Regions from separate parts of the Sus scrofa genome. Here regions 1 and 3 are each linked to region 2. A link is a contact called in public Hi-C data. All regions are on one chromosome and are shown on one strand. The core of a region is the stretch at or near the end of the contact, and the rest is flanking DNA. Distances in the headings are between cores, read along the strand shown. Region 1 holds the start of TRDMT1 (tRNA aspartic acid methyltransferase 1). Region 2 overlaps CUBN (cubilin). Region 3 has its middle 25 kb from the start of VIM.

Region 1 (4,661 bases), core at 201-2,700, 150 kb before region 2:
ACCGACATAGTGTCCATGAGGATTTGTGTTCAACCCCTGGCCTTGCTCACTGGGTTAAGGATTCAGTGTTGCCGTGAGCTGTGGTGTAGGTCACAGTTGTGACTCGGATCCAGTGTTGCTGTGGCTGTGGTGTAGTCTGGCAGCTGCAGCTGCAGCTCCAATTTGACCTCTAGCCTGGGAACTTCCATATGCTGCAAGTGCAGCTGTAACAATAAAAATTATATATATATGTATATACATACACGCACCTATAATCAGTGACTGTGCAATAATACGGCATTTCCAAGGATTTGAAATTTGCTGGATTTGCTACAAGGAACTTCCATATGCCTCAGGTGCAGCCCTAAAAAGAAAAGAAAAAACCAAAATTTAAAGGCCAATATACATTTATGATTAAAAAACGTCATGGAACCCATCAACCTGGATCAGTAACTTTCATAGTTCAGATACAGTAGTCATACTTTGTTAACAGCATCGTGATATTAGTACGTGTGAAAATTTCTAACCAGTTAGTTTTTACTACAAGCGGTCCTCCCCAGTTTCTCCTAACAATAGAAAAACACTTCACAATGAGACCATTTCTTCTGGATGCGATCATGTTTTCTTAGTTTGTAATCAAAGTTCTAACAGTTAGGTCACTGGATGGACTTGGAGGCGGGTTCCTGTAAAGGAGCAGAACCCTCTGGAGCCTTCCTAGGACAGACCCCTCCCCGACCTCCTCTGCTTTAACTCCTCTGGGAAGTACCTACATAATTAGTACTTCATGAGTATTTCCTGAGTTTTTTAGAGGCCAAATCCACCACCAAGTGAAAGGAATTAAGTACTTGATGATCGTGAGAACTACAGCCTTCCGACCTTTTGGCGCCTAAGGATTGACGCCATCAACCAGTCAGAGACCTGTGCCCAATCTGATCACAACCATGGGATACCCTTCCCGCACCTGACCGGTAAAAATGATTTGGGGAAACCCTGTAGGGAGTTTAGAGTTTTTGAACACCAGCCAGCTGTTCTTCATGCTTGGTACTGTTAAAAACCTTTCTTCAACTCTGATGTTTCAGCGTTGCTTTGCTTTCACAGTTGTGTTGCTCTCACACTGAGTGTTTCTGGATTCTAACCTGTGCTTACTCACCTTAGGCAAAGGCAGATTTCAGCCCCTTTACTGAGCTCCCAAGGCCCTCCTTAGAAGGAGGATGGAACAAAAACCAGGCCACGGAGTGGCTGCTATTCACGTGGGAGGTCTTGGTGCTTTTTGCCCTTTGTCCCCCCTGCTGACCCTTGCAGACTCCCCGCCCGGCCCTGCGCTGCTCTGTGAGGACCTGAGGCTGAGCTTTAAGTGGGGGGAACTGAAACGCCGCGGAACCAGACGCGAGGGAGCAGCGCGGCCGGGGGAAGATGGGGCAACAGGACCGGCAGGCCTAGCTCCGCGACGACGGCGGCGGCGGCGTGGGAATGGAGCCCCTGCGGGTCCTGGAGCTGTACAGCGGCATTGGGGGCATGCACCAGGCGCTGAGAGGTGAGAGGGGGCCTGGGGCCTCTCTGTTTGCGCGACGGCGCGGGTCAGAGCTCGGGCTCCTGGGAGGGGCGGAGCGGCGAGACGCCAGGGGCGGAGACTGGGGGGGGGGGTAGGGAAGCTGGGAGGTTGGGGGGATGGGGGTGGTGTGCTTGGTTGTCTTGGAAACCATCAGGCGTGGCGACCCAGCTGGCCTCTTCGGGCGGAAACTGCTTTCCTCAGGCCGCGAGCCTTGTTCGTAGGGCGACTAGGGCACTTACCCAGACTCAGTCTGTGAGTCCTGATCCCCCAGGCGTGGCTGTGAAGTCAAACCGAGATGGCACTGACAGAGGGGGAGGGGCGAGCCCTCCCCCGCCCCCGATTCCGCGCATTGCCAGCCCCCAATTCTGAGTGTGACTGTCACCTAGAGGCGTGTAATCTTGGTCTTTTATCCTCGAAGAAGTCACAGCGGGGGGGGGAGGTCGCTGGGCAGGGTTCTGCTAGTGAGGATGGGTGTTCAAAGTGATAACTGTCTTGTAAGGTAGAAGTTGGTGAACACTAAGTGGAACTGTAGGGGAAGCTTAGAGAAAAATCCTGGTCCATTCTGGTCATTGAGAAGAAACATCTTGGAGTTCTCGCTGTGGTGCAGTGGGTTAAGAACCCCACTCTAGCCGCTGAGGAGGTGCAGGTTGGAACCGGAAGGTGCTGTGGATTAAAAAAATCCCTGGCCCAGGAATTTTCTCTGCAGGGGTTGGGTGGGGCGGCCTTTAAAACAAAACAAGGAAAGAAAAGAAGAAAAGAAACCTCTCGTCTTGTTGTTTTGTCTGTATACTTTTAGGCGCCAGAAGTACTGAGTTCAAACTTAGTTGCAATGTGACCTTGGGCTAATTCCTTAGCACTTGTGAACCTGGTTGTTGGTTTTAACTTTGGAATGGATTAGCAATGAGATCCTGCTGTGTAGCCCTGGGAACTACGTCTACTCACTTATGATGGAGCATGATCATGTGAGAAAAAGAATGTATACATGTATGTGTGGCTGGGTCATCATGCTGTACAGTAGAAAAAATAGCGTATTGGGGAAATAAAAAAATGTCTACATCAAAAAAAATTGTGAACAATAGTTCTTCCCAGAGATGGATTATTATGAGGCTTAAATAAAAAGTGAGGAAAGTTTAATAATCCCTGATACATTGTAACCACTCAAAATATAAATTGTCACTATCTTCTGTACCTCCTCCATTTTGAGGTTTTTACATGGGGTGCTAAGTTGGTTTATTTTTGGTGATATTCACTCGAAAAAGGTTTATTGAGTTCTTCTTCTGTTCTTGCACTGTGCTGGGCGCTGGAGGTAGAGAATGATGAATAGACTTGGAATGTGCATGTTTATTCTTAAATTACTAAGACAACCACAAAACTGAAACTTCCCTGCTTCCTTTTTTAGTACCAAGGGTAACAAGAGAGTTATACTGTAAAAGACAGACAGTAGGTAGTGAGATGAGCACCTAAGTTTGTTTTGATTCTAGAAGAGATTAGTGATTATCAAACTTTTATTGCTTACCAATTATTTAATGGTATGTTCAGTTCTCATACCAAAACTTAACAGCAAGAAAACTAAGCAAAACTTTAGTACTGTTTGCTCTCTTAATTTTCTAAGGTTGTATAATGTCAACATTTTACCTCATATCTTGAAACCCCTTAAGGAATGTGATTTTAAAGTTCACTTAATACTTTATCATAAGCCACAATTCAATAACTCCTTAAGTGTTGAACATTAGATTTCCCCTCCATTCTTTTATTTTATTTTATTTTATTTTTTTTTTGCATTTTCTAGGGCTGCTCCTGTGGCATATGGAGGTTCCCAGGCTAGGGGTCTAATTGGAGCTGTAGCTGCCAGCCTACGCCAGAGCCACAGCAACGCTGTGCTGTAGGTTGCAATGAGCTGCTTCTGCAACCTACACCACAGCTCACAGCAATGCTGGATCCTTAACCCACTGAGCAAGGCCAGGGATCGAATCTGCAACCTCATGGTTCCTAGTAGGATTTGTTAACCACTGAGTCACCATGGGAACTCCCCTCTCCATTTTTTATAGCCCATATGAATGTGCTACAGTTAATTCTTGGGCATAAATCTGGATTTTTCTCTTTAGCATGTTTTCTAGAAGTTGAGTTAATACAAGACTGACTATGTGCTGGTTACCAAGTCAAAAATTATGAGAACTTTTCAAGACTTAAAGGTTTCTGAGTGCCTCCTTCTACTACCTATCCTTTGACTTGAATTTATCTATTTTTAACCTTTGTAAATTTGATGGGGAAGCTGTATAATTTTAATTTGCATTTTGGGGGAAGGGTTAATAAAGCAAATATTTTCCTCTGACCAGCCAATGCAACCTGAATTTATACACTTATTTCTATTACTATGACTGTCATCCGGAATCTAAGCCATATCTTTTCCTACTTAAATTATTAAAATAATTTCCCTGCTGCTCCCCTGCTTTCTTGCACTCTGCTTTCCTACCCCATCCTCTGTCCACATAGGAACAGTGTGATCTCTCACAAAGAAAACTGGATCATGTCACTCCCCAGCTTCACGGGCATCCCTTTGAGGTTAGAATCACAGCCTCCTCTTCCTAGTGGGGCCTGTGAGATCTGGCTTCTGTCCCTCTCCAACTTCATCTGTTCTCCCCCCCCTGCCAGCTTCTCTTTCCAGGCTCAGGGATCTTTCTCTGTGCTCCTCAAACCCTCAGAGTTCTTGCTGTGTTCTGGCCTTTGCTCTTGCTAGTCTCCACCCAGAGTGCTCTAACTCCAGACTTTCTGCTGCAGCTGCATTTCATCTTTCATGGCTTAGTTCATATGTGGCCTCTTCAGAGTAGTCCTCCTGCTGCCTCTTTACCTTGATGCTCTCTCCTCTTTTGGTCTGAGGTCTGCATCTTAGGGTTGTTGCCTCATAATCACCACTCATGTTTGTTTTCCAACATTTGTTTATTTGATGTAACAAAATTTAAAATTTTTCTGTAATAAAATCCATTGCTCTTTTCCATGGGGTTTTTATACTGTATTAGAAACTAATAACAATGGTTGTTTAACCACAACAATTATTAAGGACCTTTGACATGTCAGGCTCTGTTTTAAGTATGTAGTAATCTAGTTAGTGGTAGAGCCTAGATTGTAACCT
Region 2 (4,630 bases), core at 643-3,142:
CAAAATACTACCCGGTGTAGACATAGACGAGGTGACTGAGCTTCCCAAGCATTTCGCGCCTTCAGATTGTTCCAGAAATGCAATTCTCAGACATCCCCCTTCAGAAGAGTACTCAGAGCCTTTCTCAGATGTGCTCCTCTGACACAGTCCTGCAGCCAGAGATCCCCAGGTACTCATCTTTTAAAGCCCCAACTCTCTTTAAAAAAATAAAAAGGTAAGTGAATATTCCACCTGGAGTCCCTCCCAATTTCTCATTTATTTCTTCTCAGAGCAGGTGGCCATGATTCTTCTTTTCAGGCTGTTCCCTGTAGTAGTTTAAATTCTATGTCTTGGAAGTATGGCTGTAGATGTCTCCAGAATCCTGAGTGTGAGCAAATCCTATTCCTTTTTCTCTCATGGATCCCGCTCTCGAGACAGTTCATTATCCAGCTCCAGCACCCGGGAAATTGAATCCTCAGCAATGACAATCAGTTATATCATATGACTGACATATTCCTTGGACTTCGTTCAGGTGTTTAACATCCAATGACCCAAACTGACTTCCCAAGGAATTATAGCATGCACACAATTTTCCATACTTCTGTGGTTTTATCTGCCTCGTATATGTGGTCCAAACCGCAGCTGCATATTAGATTAGGATTTGGGGCAAGTCACTTGAACTCCCTGGGCCATAGTTTTCTCATCTGTAAAATTAAGGGATTGGATTTGATGATCTTTGAGATGTCTTCTGGCTCTAATCAACTATGAGCACAAATTTAATTTGCTGCATGAATAAGCTAGCAATAACTGAGATAACAGACAGTGCAGGAAGGGCCTCCTCAAATACTATGGAACCTTCTGTAATGATACACAAGTTATCTCTGCAACGACTGCTAGAGCTCTGCTGGAACCACACTAGCTTGTAAGGCAACACCCAGTGCATGAAGAACCAAGAGCAATAGGAATCATCTGGCAGGGAAGATGTAAAGTTTTAATTCAGGACGATAAGATACCAGGACAAATAACAGTAAGTTGTGAAACACAAAAGCAACAAGCTGGAAAGTAAAGGAAACTGACAAATAAAGAGAAGACTAGAAAAGACAGTGGATAATAGAGAAGAGCATCTTGAGGTGGCAAGCACTGAAGACTCTCCAATCCGCCTCCATGTGTGGTAATCACCGCTTTGGCTCGTTGGGTCCAGACAGGGCTGAAATCACAGGCGAGGGAGTGTTTGCTTTCCGTCCCTTGGCTGAGCCTGGCTGGTCACTGTGTGCCTGCCTTTTACAGAATGATTTCATCTGTCTGACTCCCACCGTCAAATATTCTAAATCGCAACCAGATGACTGGATTCAGGAAGCTCTGTGGCACCCTCAGCTTGATGTTTTGGCGCCTGTCTCAGTGTCCATGTAGATGAGGACCTGAGCGATTGGCTCCTGTGACTTGTCGAGGACGCCCCTGCAGGGCAGCTCAGGGAAGGTCTGGACTCAGGAGACGGATGGCGGGGTCCGGCTGGTGACTGCTGGCTCTGGGCTCGCCCTCTAGGTGGCCGGAGTTTGAGTGAGATGCCCACCTGAAGCAGAAACAGGAGGCATTAGGATGCTTTCTTTTCAGGTGTCATCTTCTTTTTGATGTTTTCTGCAGAATGAAACAGTATCAGGAAAGTGTCAATGGAGGCTCAGTCATTGGCCTTCATCCTATTTTATTGCTTTAGCAAAAGCTATTTTTAGAGCAATAATGACAATGTGTGGTTGCTGACTTTCAGTCCCTCATACAACAGGCCTGAGTTTCTCTGCTGAAGGCTTCCCTGTCTTCATCTGATAAAGGTTAAATTTTCTAACTTGAGTCCAGTTACTTTTCCATCTGTAGTTTGTAATGAGGCTATGATCTCAGTCCTTAAATATGTGCTTGGGAGGAAAGGGATCAGCTCCTGGTCATGAATTTGACTGCTTCCCTCATCACTGTTTCTGCCTCCCTCCAGATGTGCTTGGGGAAGAGAAACAAAGAACTAAAAGGAAAATATTCTTGGGTAAAGACTCTTGAGAATCTCTTAGCAACTGATTATAAAACCAGGTTTTAAATCCTTGCTTATTTTAAAGTACAAGGCATTTGAATGCTGAGAGAATAGAACTGATTAGTTAACTTTACTTATTTAAATGATAATATTCATTTCTATTAACATAGACATTAAAATAATCCTACCATGAAGGGACTTTAAAAGGATAAGAAAGAATGGAGAAATGTATCTAATGCATTTTTTATTCTAACATTAGGTGAAAACCTGTATAACTTTTAGTCTAGTGTTTTTCAAGCATTGAAACATTCATGACTCTTTAGTGGGTCATGATATTATTTTATTAGATTGCTACCTACCTTTGTTAAAAGTGTGGAATAGGATAGAAAAGAATAGACAAGAAAGTATGAGACCTTATCATGCAAAGTTTGGTATAAATTCATGAAACCCGTTTGCATTATCCATGTGTGTGCGTGATTGATATAAATGTATTTTTAATGGTGTGTCAGACAATTCAAAACACTAATCTACTCCAATTACCTTATTTTCCAAATGAGGGGAATTGAAGTCCAGAATTGAATTTTTCCTTCCAAGAATACACAGGTAGTTAGTTTAGAACCCAAACAGTCCGGTCTGAACATTGAATCCATTTGCTTTTCCATTGTTTAGATTAGCTCTTGAAAATGCTTATAGGAACTGCCGGCGATGTGGCTGGTATCATTCACTTTAGAGCTATGGTAGAACCATGGAGGAATTTCCTTCCTTCCTTCCTTTGTTCCCTCTTTCTTTCTTTAATGGCCACACCCATGGCATATGAAGTTCCCGGCCAGGGATTAAATCTGAGCCACAGCTGTGACCCATCTCCCAGGAATTTTCATTTCTTTGCAAAGAGAGAAATGTTACAATCATTTGGGAAAATGGCCAGGAAGTGTCAGAACCTCATCAATATTAGCTTAAAAATGGGCTTTCTCAGCCTCCTCATGCCCAGCCCGGAGTCCCACCTACCCAACAGTGGGTGTTCAGTGTTGTTTTTCATCCATTGTCCTGTCACTGAGCCCAGAAAAAGCATCTAAGAGTGATGAGTCAAAAAATGGTAATGGAAGGGTAAATGAAGTTTCCTTTAGAAGAAATGAATGCTATTTTAAATCTTTAATCCAGTAGAGTGGTGTTCTCAAATTGTTCATTGGAAACTTAAGGTAAGGTTTTCTTGGTACAAATTCAGATATTAGGGGCCCATCCAGAAATTCTGATTCAAATAGGTCTAGGGTAGGTTTTCAACGAGCAGTTCAAGTGATTCTAGTGAAAATTTGCAGTTCGTCAGAGACTCTAAAAGTCAAGTCCTAGCATATAAATCGCTATGAGGTGTAATGGGGAACTGGGCTATTGCTGCTCATCGTAGGAAGTCCTTGTTATGATTTGGTGAAAGAAAGGCTGCATTTGAAGTCAGAGCCTTGGTTCCAGTCTCAGCCTTGATGCTAACTTGGAAAGCTTTGGGCAGGTCACACGCCTCTCTGATTCTTTCTATCCAACTTGAATTCTGTATTTTCCACTCTGAGATATTCAGATATTTTCCCTCTGGAAAAGGTTTTTACTAGGTCTGTTGGTTTTGTTTGTTTGTTTGTTTGTTTTTTAAGATTTATTCTCTTATTGGTCAGTATTTTCTCATATTTTTGCATGTCTGGCTATCCCAGCACTTGCCAGCTCAGTAGATTTATCTTATCTAATGGATCATATTTTTTAGTTCTTAGAATGAAAATGCTAAACAAAACACTTAATTGTGATGTTCTTAGTTTTCTACTCACCTTCATTTCTAAATTGACTTTTCATACTTAGAGAAACCAGGGATTATTACAGAGCATAGGGCCTGGAAGGGGAGGACTTGGGTTTAAATTATATCTTTGCTATGTCTGAACTAAGTAATTTTTCAGAACTTAACCTCCAGGAGTCTCTGATTGTTCATCTGTGGCTCTCTAAAAATTGGAGGTTATAAGATCTGGCAGTTTCACATAGTTGAGGAAGATCCAAAGAGACATTTTCTGTAAAAATCACATAATAGCTGTAAAGCACCATGACTGTGCCAAATTTAAAATTACTGATAATCCAAGTACAGTTTTACAATAGCTGCTCTAGTGATTTGGCTTATATTCATAATTCATTAGAATCGGTGATCTGCGTGGGAAAAACAAGAAGCCATGACTGTGATCGCCTAGCAGAAAATTGTAGGTAAAAGTTAGATTTGGGTTAATGAGGCTTCTTCCTTCCTTACAGAGAAGCTGAACCTGTAATTTTATCTTCTCTCAAGTATGCACTTTGAAGATGGTTCAACCAAATATGCCAATAGAAGCAGATGGTGATTTCAGGGTTGATTATTTATGTAGCTCACGTCTAGAAAATCTGAGGTCCTGGGGAATCATGCAGAACCGAGAAGTTTCCTAAATGATTTCATACAGAACCACTGATAGCTCATGTCCTTGGCTAATCACAGAAGCATCTCAGCAGGCAAAGCAGGGAGGTGGTGGAGCATCTTCCCGCAGTCCAGGGGCTCCCTAGCAGGTACTTTCTTCCATCCGCAGGATCAGTTTATCCTACTCCTGTCACCCAAAACACATGGGACGATATCATCATTGCTTTTTGACTTGG
Region 3 (4,723 bases), core at 362-2,861, 200 kb before region 2:
CTTGGAGACTACACATGTGCCCAACGGTGTGGACACCCATTTCCCAAGGGCGATCCAGCTCCTGCTTACTCAGGTTAGTATGCTCGGGCCATGTTATAGCTTTGGAGGTTCTCTGCCCTTAAAATGCATGTTTCTTGGTCCAGCTACTATGGAGAAGAGTATGGAGGTACCTTAAAAACCAAAAATAGAGTTACCATATAATCCCGCAATCTCATGGTTATATGTTGGGAAAAAAAAAATTCTACTTTGAAAAGATGCATGCACCCCAATGTTTGTATCAGCACTCTTTACAATAGCCAAGACCTGGAAACAACTTAAATGTCCATCATAGAGGAGTAGATAAAGAAGATATGGGTGTGTGTGTGTGTGTGTAATGGAATATATAATTCCATATACATACACAATGGAATATTAGCCATTAAAAAGAGTGAAAATAATGGCACTTGCAGCAACATGGATGGACCCAGAGATTTTCATGCGAAGTGAAGTAAGTCAGACAGAGATAAATATATGATATCACTTAACATGTGGAATCTTTTTTAAAATGATGCAAATGAACTTATTTACAAAACAGACGTAGACTCACAGATGTAGAAGACAAACTTATGGTTATCAAAGGAGAAAGGGATAAATTAGGTTGGGATTAGCAGATACACACTACTGTATATAAAAGATATAACCAACAAGAACTGACTATATGGCACGGGGAAATATAGTCACTATCTTATAATAACTTATAATGGAAAAGAATCTGAAAAAGAATATAAATATATATATCTGAATCACTTTGCTGTATACCTGAAACTAACACAACATCCTAATAATTCAATAAAAAATTGTTTTGGGAAAAAACATACTTCTTTCTCCTCTGGGCAGCTAATTGGATGCTATACTTTATCTTCTCAAGCTTTGGCCTAAAGACAATAGTCCATCCTTGGCAGAAACATGATTATAGCATATTTTTAGAACACACACACACACATAAAAACAGTATTGGGATTAAAACTTTGTGTCATTTTGGTGGTCTCACATTTTACAAACTTTTGGGGGGGCTCACATTTTACGAATTCCAACTTGATTAATAGATCCATTTAAAAGAAGGTCCATTGGCCAAATCACATGAACATAGAGCTGCTTTGAAATAGGTCACCTTGTATTTTTTTCTTATCAACCATTTTAGATGCTGTTCCCATTACAAAATCTCATGTAAGCAGAAACTAAAATCTCATCAGCATGATATGGTCAAGAGGACTTTATGGTCAAGCCAAGAAATGTCATTACCCCTCGGTACTGAAAGCCAGGCCTTGGTCTGAGTATAACAAATTCTTGAGTAGAACAAACTGGAACTGCCTGAGTGACATTCTGTTTCAGCTCCGGTCTGGCAGTTTGACGCCAAAGAACTCAAACAGTCCCTGGTGGGCCTGAAAGTTGACCCCTCAGAACAGCCAGTGTGATTTGCTGAAACACATGGCAGTTAGAGCAAAAATTGCCTGTTTCTGTCAAACTCCACAGGGAGAAACATTTTGAAATGTATTCTGCCTGGAGCTGATTGCATCGTTTCATAGGCAGTTCACCCCATCTGCCACCTGGGGACAGCGTCAACCTCTCCATGTTTAGTTCTCACAGTAAACCAGTGTAAGATCCATGAGTCACAGGCAGAAAGAGGGTTTGTCTGGAGATGATGAGGAGAACATTCAGTTATCTGACTCGATCCGTGACCCTACATCTATTGTTGGTGGTCTATATTATCCACATTTAATTGGAATTGAAAGATGGGATTTGTTGGCTGGGGTGAAATAGACAATGAGTGGGAAAAGAAAGGCTTTGGAGATGGTCAAACATAATGCAAGCTTCCTATAGTTAATGTTAGACTTTATGTTAATATAAAATTAATTTTGCTTTTGGACGGTGAGCTATTAGGTATGGAATTTCTGAATTGTCAAGAAAATCTTTGGCACCTCAAGGGATGCGAAAACCATCCAGTCATTGTCTCTTTTTCAAGGTATATGTTGCTTCACATTCAGGACGACGGGGGCTGAAAGAGAAGGTTGGCTCTCTCTTATAGAAAGGCTTCAGGAAAAGCTTTGGATATACAATGGTATATCTCCCATTTAAGGGTCCTTCTCTCCATGATTTTCCAGTTAGATGGTTAGAACAGTGCCCAGTCTATCATAAAGCAAATTTCCATGTACTTGGTGTGATGAAGGGAATGCCTCTGTCCCCTCAAAATGCATAGGTTGAAAGCCCTAAACCCCAGTGTGAAGGTAGGTGGAGGGGCCTTTGGAGGTAATTAGGGTTAGATGAGGTCATAAGAATGGGGTCCGCACAATAGGATTAGTGCCCTTATAAGAGACCAGGAAGCCAGCTCTCAGTCTCTCTCTAACTCTCTCTGCCATAGGAGGTCCCAGGGAAAAGACAGCCATCTGCACACCAGGAAATGGGCTCTCATCAGATACCAAATCTACCGGCACCTTGATCTTGGAATTCTCAGTCTCCAGATCTGTGAGAAATACATGTTTGTTGTTTAATACACTCAGTTTATGATATTTTGCTATCATAGACCAAACTAAGATGCATGGGGTTTTGGGGGGGCGTGCTCTATGATATTCCCTTGAGGTCTATCTCTACACCGATATTACACCCTTTTATTTTACTCGAGTCCTATCTGGTAAGGCATATCTTTCCGAGGTAGTGTTCATCTAAAAGAGTGTCTTATTTCTTCTCATCCCTTTGCTTTTCTTTGCACGTAATTTGTCTGTGGGTAGTTTTTTCAAAGAAGCAGTGATATTCTTTGCAATTAATGACAGTTTTATCTCTTCTTTCTGTCATTATGCTTTTAATCTTTTTTTTTTTTTTTTCCTGTAGTGCAGTATTGGATAGGAGCAGAGAGAGTGGGCATCCTTGTTTTTCTTGGTCTTAAAGGGAATAATTCCATTATTTCATGATTGTTTTTCAAGTTTACTCTTGGTTTCTTTTAGCTATCTCATCGCAACTTAAAAAAGGGCCTCTATATTCCTATTTTGCTAAAAGTTTTTATAACAATTCGGTGTTGACTTTTATGGAATTTTTTTCTGTGTCTCTTAAGTAGATCATACGGTTTTTGTTTTTGTTTCTGTCTTTTCTAGGGCCACACCCACAGCATACGGAGGTTCCCAGGTTAGGAGTTCATCAGAACTGCAGCCGGCAGCCTATGCCACAGCCCCAGCAATGTGGGATCTGAGCTGCGTCTGTGACCTACACCACAGCTCACTGCAATACTGGATCCTCAATCCACTGAGCAAGGCCATGGATCGAACCTGCAACCTCATGGTTCCTAGTGGGAGTCGTTAACCACTGAGCCATTATGGGAACTCCCAAACTGGTTTTTAATATTAAAATAATCTCATATCCCTGAGCTGTCCTCAACATTTATTTTTATATGTTTAAAATACAGAAATATGTTTTAAAAATGTAGTGCTTGATTTGTGTAATGGTAAGAAAACTATATCACTTAACATCTCCTGTTTCAAGGAACCTAACTGATCCCAGTGTCATTCCTCTGGATTCACTACTACATTTGGGTCAAGGACACACTTCCCCTAGGCCGCCCCCAAACTATTGGCTGAACACAGTAAAGATAATAGTACTGACCCAGTCCTGTGGCACATGGAACTCATTTAACCAGCAACTAACTTGAGGACCTTCTGCGGGCTTTGCTGAAACTTAAATCTGTACTGCCGTCCGAGGCTGCTCCTAGTACTCCATCCTTCCTTCTCTCCTTTCACTGATGTCAGCCTAAAGGCTTACCTATCTATTCATATGTCTTTCATTTTATCTTTCAAAATAAATCTCTTGTACATCTAATTTCATCTTTTGCTGTTCAAAGAACCACAGCGAACACTAGTTGGTTTGCTGATGTTTTGTTAGGATAGTTGCGTCTCTATCCATGGATATAGTTGACCTGCAGTATTCATTTCCTACTGGGTCTTTGTCTAGTTTTGGAATTAAGTTATGCCATATTCACATAATGAGTTAGAAAATGTTCTCTCATTTTTATGATTTAAAACTGTTTGGGATGAACTGGAATTTCTACATTACATGTTTGGTAGACTTCAATTGTTGGGATATTTGTTCTTAATATTTTCTTTTAAGAAAGACTGTTCAGGTTTTCTTTATCTTCTCAAGTCAGTTTTGATTGAGACTTTTGATTTCAATCTCAACAGAGTACCTTGTATCTATGGCAATCTATAGTTTCCAAAGGTGGCCCCAACATTCTGTCTCATTCCACGTGCTTTCCTATAATGTGACCTTGCCACTCCCACATTGAGCAGTGGAGTCTGTTTCTGCACCCTTGAATTTGGGTCTTCTCTGTGACTGAGAGAATGTAGTGGAAATTATGCTGAGTTATTTACAGACATAGGCATTATCAAATTTGGACATTTCTGCTCCGGTCTCTTAGCAGCAAGTCACACTGTAAGAAGTATACCTTTCCTGAGACCATACTGTAAGGAGCCTCAGCCATGGATTATGAGACAATATGTGGAAAGTGAAAGAATCCAAGGAACACTGAGGCCTGAGAGTTAAGAATGAAGAAGTCCTCTTCTTCTATGTCCAGTCCAGTTAAGGCTTCCGATGACCCCAGCCTCAGCTACCACATGACAACAATGCCCTGATGATCCCTAGTAAATTCTTTCCAGCTGAGCCTGGTCAACCCACAGAACCACAGATTGTTCTCAGCTGCTGA

Evidence for each region. Hi-C and Micro-C count contacts between places; a contact is called where the count stands out from the background.
Region 1: a contact with region 2 is called in a Hi-C map of embryonic fibroblasts, with 2.8 times the contacts expected there. The contact joins the promoter of TRDMT1 here to the enhancer-like site in region 2. A contact is called at or near these places in 4 of 47 Hi-C or Micro-C datasets (embryonic fibroblasts, fetal skeletal muscle, fibroblasts and 1 more) and 2 of 2 datasets of contacts at active chromatin or transcription factors (alveolar macrophages and skeletal muscle).
Region 3: a contact with region 2 is called in a Hi-C map of embryonic fibroblasts, with 2.7 times the contacts expected there. The contact joins two enhancer-like sites. A contact is called at or near these places in 2 of 47 Hi-C or Micro-C datasets (embryonic fibroblasts and heart right ventricle) and 1 of 2 datasets of contacts at active chromatin or transcription factors (alveolar macrophages).

Annotation. Positions count from the first base shown.
Region 1 is chr10:43,487,872-43,492,532 of Sscrofa11.1, reverse strand. TRDMT1 (tRNA aspartic acid methyltransferase 1) reads left to right here and starts at 1,450. Exons shown (of 11, transcript NM_001162885.1): 1 at 1,450-1,513. The coding sequence starts at 1,450.
Region 2 is chr10:43,340,148-43,344,777 of Sscrofa11.1, reverse strand. All of the region lies in intron 22 of CUBN (cubilin), which reads left to right. Among named protein-coding and RNA genes, the nearest start is that of CUBN, 72 kb to the left of the region's middle. Within about 2 kb of position 1,892, at least 27 of the 83 cell types and tissues checked have an H3K27ac peak or open chromatin away from gene starts, as enhancers often do. A contact at or near this core is called in embryonic fibroblasts, fetal skeletal muscle, skeletal muscle and 1 more, where this site is marked.
Region 3 is chr10:43,539,244-43,543,966 of Sscrofa11.1, reverse strand. No RefSeq gene overlaps it. Among named protein-coding and RNA genes, the nearest start is that of VIM, 25 kb to the right of the region's middle. Within about 2 kb of position 1,611, at least 6 of the 83 cell types and tissues checked have an H3K27ac peak or open chromatin away from gene starts, as enhancers often do. A contact at or near this core is called in embryonic fibroblasts, where this site is marked.